Linked DNA regions of Sus scrofa: region 2 is linked to region 1. A link is a contact called in public Hi-C data. All regions are on one chromosome and are shown on one strand. Each heading gives the region's core, a stretch centred on a gene start, on an enhancer-like site or on the middle of the called end of the contact. The rest is flanking DNA. Distances are from core to core; before and after follow the strand shown.

Region 1 (3,619 bases), core at 551-3,050:
TTTTTTTTTTTTTTTTTGTCTTTTTGCCTTTTCTAGGGCTGCTCCCATGGCATGTGGAGGTTCCCAGTCTAGGGGTCTAATCAGAGCTGTAGCTGCTGGCCTACGCCACAGCCACAGCAACGCGGGATCTGAGGCGCGTCTGCAACCTGCACCACAGCTCACAGCAACGCTGGATCGTTAACCCACTGAGCAAGGGCAGGGATTGAACCCGCAACCTCGTGGTTCCTAGTCGGATAAGTTAACCACTGAGCCACAGTGGGAACTCTCAACAGACTTTTGAATGAGCAGCTACCCTGGATCAGACACTGGGAATGCAAAGGCGAAACCCCTGCCATCACAACCCATTAGGAGGAAAGTCGCACAAAGGTAAGTATAACGGTGGATTAGGAGTGAAAGCTAGTATTGACTGGGTACTTACTAAGTGCCAGACACTGATGTAAGTTCTTCATGTATTTTACTAATTCAGTCCTCCTCAAACTCTATCAGCCGGGTACCATTATAATGCTTGTTTGTAGGTAATGTATGGTGACTGCTTAAGGATTCATAAACCCCAGGGAAGGTTTCCTGAAGGACTAGGAATTAGCTAGGTAGCAAAGGTAGGTCGGAAGGCAGGGCCATTCCAAGACCAGGGAAGGTGTGGATGCCACCTACTGGAAGTCTCTGAAGTATCCCTGGCTGGGGCCAGGGCTTGTCAGAAAGTTGCAGGAACACACAGGATTCAGTCTAGAAAAGAGAGTGGTCCATATCCTACAGACAGCTGGAGGTTTGAAGGGTTTTAAGCAAAGGAGAGACTTGGCTAGATTTTTAGAAATATCATGTGGGCAGCTGGGTGGAGGTGGATGAGAGGTAGAGACACTGTGAGTAGTAATCCAGGCGTAAGTTGCTGGTCCCAGGGCTTGGGGAGGTAAGGAGGAGGTGAGAGAGAGAGGCAAAGTTTTCCGGACGATGATGATGATTTGGGGATTGTTAGTTAAATAGGGGACAGAGCAATTTTGAAGGACATCTAGTTTCTGCTCCTAATCCAGAAGAATGGGGAAAATCTGGTGAGGTAAGTTTTGGATGTGAGCTCCTCCAGCCCCCAGCCTTTTTTTTTTTTTTTTGTCTTTTTGCTATTTCTTGGGCCGTTCCCGCGGCATATGGAGGTTCCCAGGCCAGGGGTCCAATCGGAGCTGTAGCTGCCGGCCTAGCCTAGGCCAGAGCCACAGCAATGCAGGATCCGAGCCGCGCCTGCAACCTACACCACAGCTCACCGCAACGCCGGATCGTTAACCCACTGAGCAAGGGCAGGAACCGAACCCGCAATCTCATGGTTCCTGGTCGGAACCACTGCGCCACGACGGGAACTCCAGCCCCCAGCCTTTTTGCCTTCTGGCGTTGCCTGAGGCTACTGCCAGCCGGCGCCCTTCCCGCCACCCGGATACCCAGCTGCTCAGGGGGCGGGCAACAGAAAGAGCCTGAACCAGGAGTTCCCATTCTGGCGCAGAGAAAACCAATCCGACTAGTATTCCTGAAGACACGGGTTCCAACCCGCTCAGCGGGTTGGGGATCTCGCGTTGCAGTGAGTTGTGGTGTAGGTCGCAGACACGGCTGGGATCCCGCGTTACTGTGGCTGTGGCATGGAGAACTTTCATATGCCGCGGATGCCCTAAAAAAAAAGAGCCTGAACCGGCGCCCTCGGCCGTGCCCGGGACAGCAGTGCGCCATCCTGTGCGCCAGAGGGCGCTCCCGAACATGCTCTGGCCGCTCTGGCCCAGCCTGTCTCAGTGGCCGCGGAAGGTGACGTGGACACGGAAGTGGTCGTCGTCGCGGCGGCACCGGTGGGAACGGGGTGCGGGGCTCAGAGTGCGGCCGGCGGGCGGACGGTCGGCGGTGATCTCGCACCTGCGGCGGCGGGGGACGTAGGCTTTGTCGGTTGAGTGCGCGTCCCCTCAGTCCACGAGCGGCTTCTCAGCCTTTCTCCTGCCCGTCGGAGCCCCGGGGCCGGGACCCGTTCAGCCGGCGTCACCATGACCAAGGCCGGTAGCAAGGGCGGGAACCTCCGCGACAAGCTTGACGGCAACGAGCTGGACCTGAGCCTCAGCGACCTGAATGAGGTCCCTGTCAAGGAGCTGGTCAGTACGGTCCCTCGAGGCCCAAGGCGCCGGTCCTCGACTGGCGCTGGCCCCTGGTGGGGGGGGGTCTCCTTCCTTCCCAAGCTTCAGTTTCCATGGCTTAAAACGAGGTGGGGGAAGTGGGACTAAGTCCTCGGGGAGGCCGCGTCCAGCCCCAGCGTTCTTCCTGGGATGTACACGTGTCACTTTGGCGCAGGTCCAGAAGATGGGAGGTTAGCTGCTGGTGTAGCCATGGGCTTTTTACGGGTCAGGAGTGAATCTTCGTGCATTTCAAGAGCTTTCAGGGAACTTCGCTCCGTGCCCGACCCAGAGTAGGCGCCCACGGAGAGATTGCTTGATGTTTTGGGAGAATGAATGAACAAATGAATGAGTGACTCGTCAGAGTAGGCCTCCGGGTAGACCTGGGTGTGGCTCAGAACCAGGCCTTTCTAGGAAGCGACCAATCCCAGCTGGCTGTCCCAGCCTTGAGGCGTCCTTCCTTGAGAGTGAAATGTCACTGCTTGGTTGGCAAGGTCTCTTCCCAACTCTGAAACTGGCGGGAATCTGCACCAGGGTGGCCCCCCCCCCCCCACTCCCACAACCAGGAAAACAGGCTGAGGCCCAAGGGACATTACCTGACTAGTTTGTTGCCAAAGTGAAGTTAATGTACATCCTTGCTTTGCCCACCTAGTTCCCCACCCTTATCCCCCACAGTAGCGTCGCTTTGGATGACCTGCACTTTCGTCACTGTCTCTAACTGATCATATTTGCTTTTGGCACTTGGCCCAGTCTTCCCTCCACCTTGGCTGTGTAGTATCCAGGTTAGAATGGGATTCCCAGTTCGTAGATCAGCTGTATTGCTTAATGGCTTAGTACCCTTGGCAGGCTAGTTAACCTTTGAGCCTAGATTATCCTCCTTTATAACACGGTGATAGTTGTTGCTATCTCATAGGGCTGTTGGGAGGACTAAATACAATTGTAATGTAAACTACTTGGCAGGTAGCAAATGCTCATACATGTAGGTATTACCAAGGTGTGCTTCCCATTGTAATAGCTCAAACTTTTTTAGGTCGTCAGATGTCATTCTTGGGACTTTCTGACATTTGGAAAGTGCAGAGTTGACCCAATATCCTTAACCGAATATTTGCCTTCTTCCTGGCCCCAGGAAGATGGCCAGCCATGTGTCAGCCTGGCCCTAGGACTGCCATCTGAAAGCACTTACTCCAGGCATCTGGTTGACACAACATCGCCCCCGGGAGACGGAAGGATTAGTTTTGCTGAGCTTCTCCAAGCTGAACCCCATGGGAAAACAGAGCTGGGATGTGAGGGCCTTATTTTACTTTGCACTCACTCATGTACTCATTCATTCAGTCGTGGATCAGCCAACGGGTATATGGAGAAGAGCCTTGACCTAGAGAATATGGAAATCACAAAGCTGTTTGACAGAGTCCCTGCCCTGAACCTAATCGGGAGCAGTACTAGAGGGAATAGTAGGAGTGCCATGGAGAATTTCTAAGAATCTGTTTTCC
Region 2 (3,619 bases), core at 601-3,100, 52 kb before region 1:
CCAGAAAGGGTATTCGGAAGGGAGCAAAGGGATGGCGGCAAGATGGAGAAGTCTCCCTGGGGAAATGGGGAGGAACTCGGGGGAAAGAAGGCAGTGGTTGAATGGTGGGACGAGTGGCATAGTCGGTAGAGGTCAGAGGTCAGGAGGCAAACCTGACCTCTGGGATGGAGCCCAAACTAGCTCAACGAGCAGAGTCCCGAGGTCTGAAATAAAACTGAGAGCAGGGAGGCTACTGGCTTCCAGGCAGGGCGCCCAGTCTCCACAATTCCCTGGAGCAGCCATACGCTTTAGCCTGTGGCTCCCAGCAGCACCAGTGCCCCAGCCCCAAGGCGTCTTAGCACCGGCTTCCTGAATTCAGGCCGTAACATCCCCTGGCCCTCCCTTCCAAGCTGAAGGGTCTGAAAACTTGATGAGAAAGCCAGCCTCCCCTGGCCCAGCTGGGAGCTATAAACACAACCCACCCACCCACCAGACTCCTGGGACAAGTGCCTAGCATTGGGATAGGTGCGCCCCCCCCCCCCAAGTTCTGGAAAGTTTCCTGTACATTTATTTTCATCAAAATAAAAATACAGCCAAAGCAAGGATTTAAAAAGCCAGTGGCACACACCCTCCCCCCACTCTCCCCCTTCTAGTGGTTGGAACGTCCTGAGCCACAGAAAACCAGAAGCCAGCCTTGGAGAAGCCTGAAAACCAGGCAGTGTTCTGGGCCGACTGTGACCCCCAACGCGTGAAAGGAGCTTAGGAGAGGGGTAGGTCTCCCCACCTGAATTCTGGGTGAAAGGAGAGGGGCAGGCTACCCTCTCTTCTTGGTCCCTTCCAGCCAGCAAAGACACCAGACCTTTGTTCGTCCTTCAGCCTCACCCCGTTCCAAATTTCTTCTGTGTCAGGGGGCATGACTCAGGCACAGCTGGGGTCTGGCAAGATCTGAGGTCCGGCTCCTCCCCTCACCCCCCAAAACAGACAAGAACCCCTACCAGTCAGCCCAGAGCTTGCTTTGAGGCCAGAGCTGAGACGCTGCCTGCCCTCCCCTCCCCTTTCCACAAGAATCTGGACACCGTGGCGGGACAAGTGGACACAGAGATCTGGTCAGCTGGGGCAGGGCTGCCCACAGGACCTGGGGTCAGGAAACCCAAGCTGTCCAAGGGCTGGTCCTTTGTAGCCAGGACCCAGCCCCCTCACCCACCCTCACAGTCCTGGGGCCACTGCCCAGGTGTGGCTTCTGCCAAGTACACCTTGGCGCCACCCTGGCCGCCATCCTGAGAGAGCCCCCCACCTCCCCCGGGGAGGGGGGCGGTTCCTGACCGCCGAGGGGTGGGGATGAAGAGATGGGGACATTCTAGGGAGATTAAGGACAGGGAAAGATGGTGCGGCTGTGGCCTTCTGGTGTGTTTGCCCAGCCCTGTGGGTCACTCCCCTCACCACCAGGTCCCACTCTTCTGATTACCTTCACCCGTGGCAAAGGGGCATGGGGGTGCCGGGGACGGAAACGCGAGCCCAGGGAGAAGGGGAGGGCGGGGGGCGGGGGAGGTGGGGGAGCGCCTGGGAGAGAGGAGCCATCGGACCTCCAACCTCTCCAGCCTCCTGAGGGTTGGCTGCGGGTGCAGCCGGAAGGGGGAGCCCGACGCCAGAGCAGCTCTCACGCTCCGCCGGCGCCGCACAAGAGCCCCATTAAAGCGCCGCCGGCCGGCGACCGCGGCGAGACTCGCGTCCGGCCGTCCGGCCCCACTTCCTCCCTCGCTGGGTCCAGGGCACGCGGCCGAGCGTGTATGGGGGGGGAGGCGTGGAGGCTCAGACTTGAGCAAACAAATAAGTTCAGGGACCGCCTCCCTCTCTGCGGTGTAAACTCGGGGGCCCTGGACACACCCATTACTGCCCCCACCAGGAAAGCAGGGGGAAAGGAGGTCAGGGCTGGGAGGGAGCAAGATCCGAGGGCAGGGAGATAGGGGGGGCCGGGCTGGGGACTGAGGTTCGGGGACCTGGGTCCAGCCGCGCACGGTCCCCAGGGTGAGAGGGCCCCTCCCCGTCGAGGGCAGGGGCGCAGCTCCGGGCGGGAGGGAGTTAACCCGGTGCCCTCGCGGCTCCACGTAGGAGCTGGCTCCGGCTGCCGGCTGCGGTCAGGGCCACCGTATAAATAGGGCGGGAGACCGAGCGCCGAGGACTTGCAGCCGCCCCCAGCCCCGGCCCCTGGCGTCCCAGCCATGGCCCGCCAGATGCTCTTGCTCAGCCTCGGCCTCCTGGCCGGCCTGCTGCCGGCGCTGGCCGCCTGCCCCCAGAACTGCCACTGCCACGGCGACCTGCAGCACGTCATCTGCGACAAGGTGGGGCTGCAGAAGATCCCCAAAGTGTCAGAGAAGACCAAGCTGCTCAACCTACAGCGCAACAACTTCCCAGTGCTGGCTGCTAACTCGTTTCGGGCCATGCCGAACCTCGTCTCGCTGCACCTGCAGCACTGCCAGATCCGCGAGGTGGCCTCTGGCGCCTTCCGCGGCCTCAAGCAGCTCATCTACCTGTACCTATCCCACAACGACATCCGCGTGCTGCGCGCTGGCGCCTTCGACGACCTGACCGAGCTCACCTACCTCTACCTGGACCACAACAAGGTGACCGAGCTGCCCCGAGGGCTACTCTCCCCGCTGGTCAACCTTTTCATCCTGCAGCTCAACAACAACAAGATCCGCGAGCTGCGCGCAGGCGCCTTCCAGGGCGCCAAGGACCTGCGCTGGCTCTACCTGTCGGAAAACTCACTCAGTTCCCTGCAGCCCGGCTCTCTGGACGACGTGGAAAACCTCGCCAAGTTCTACCTGGATAGGAACCAGCTATCCAGCTACCCCTCGGCTGCTCTGAGCAAGCTGCGGGTGGTGGAGGAGCTGAAGCTGTCCCACAACCCCCTGAAAAGCATCCCAGACCATGCCTTCCAGTCTTTCGGCAGATACCTGGAGACCCTCTGGCTGGACAACACCAACCTGGAGAAGGTGAGCTCCTGGCTGCAGAGCTCTGCCCTGGCTCCTTCTTCACTGCCAGGAGGCCCGGGGATCCAGGGCCACAGCTGGGCACCATCCCCTCTTCCCTAAAATTGCCTCTTCCTGTGGCTAACTCCAAGGTGAGGAGCTCTGCCACCTCTGTCCCTCATCTTGTCCCGTGCCTGCCCCAAATCCTGCCCTGCTGCCCCTAGTCCCTAGTCTCTGGCACGGCCCTCCTAGGATTCCTACTTAAAAACAGAGCCGGGGCTGCCCTGGCCCCACCAGTAGGCCCCAAGGAGGGATGTCCAGGGCTCCCAAACTCCTTGCACAGCAGCCACCTCTTCCTTTTGGGCCTTCCACCCGTCCTTGCTGTGTCCCCCACCTCCACCCCGCCCCCAGTCTCCAGTAAACCTCCCACCCCATAAAGGAAGGTTTGTTTATTGAGGAGCCTTCCAGAGGAGCTGGGCACCTCAGGCCCACAAAGAGACCCTGTTCCTGGTGGGGAGAGTGCATGTGTGCTAAGGTGGGGTGGGGGGCTGGGGAGTGAGGGGGGAGCACATAGCTGAGGAAGGCCCCCTCCGTGCCTCCCAGAGATGCCCCCCACCCCCCAGTCCACACACACACACACACACATGCCACTGCATTCCCAGGTCCATCTC

The links. A called contact is a pair of places that touch in the nucleus more often than the background predicts.
Region 2: a Hi-C map of embryonic fibroblasts shows a contact between it and region 1, with 1.8 times the contacts expected there. The contact joins the promoter of CHAD here to the promoter of LRRC59 in region 1. A contact is called at or near these places in 1 of 5 promoter capture datasets (liver), 1 of 47 Hi-C or Micro-C datasets (embryonic fibroblasts) and 2 of 2 datasets of contacts at active chromatin or transcription factors (alveolar macrophages and skeletal muscle).

The regions. Positions count from the first base shown.
Region 1 is chr12:26,692,448-26,696,066 of Sscrofa11.1, reverse strand. LRRC59 (leucine rich repeat containing 59) reads left to right here and starts at 1,800. Exons shown (of 7, transcript NM_001244951.1): 1 at 1,800-2,111. The coding sequence starts at 2,007.
Region 2 is chr12:26,744,595-26,748,213 of Sscrofa11.1, reverse strand. CHAD (chondroadherin) reads left to right here and starts at 1,850. Exons shown (of 4, transcript XM_005668885.3): 1 at 1,850-2,972. The coding sequence starts at 2,199. All of the region lies in intron 10 of ACSF2 (acyl-CoA synthetase family member 2, mitochondrial), which reads right to left.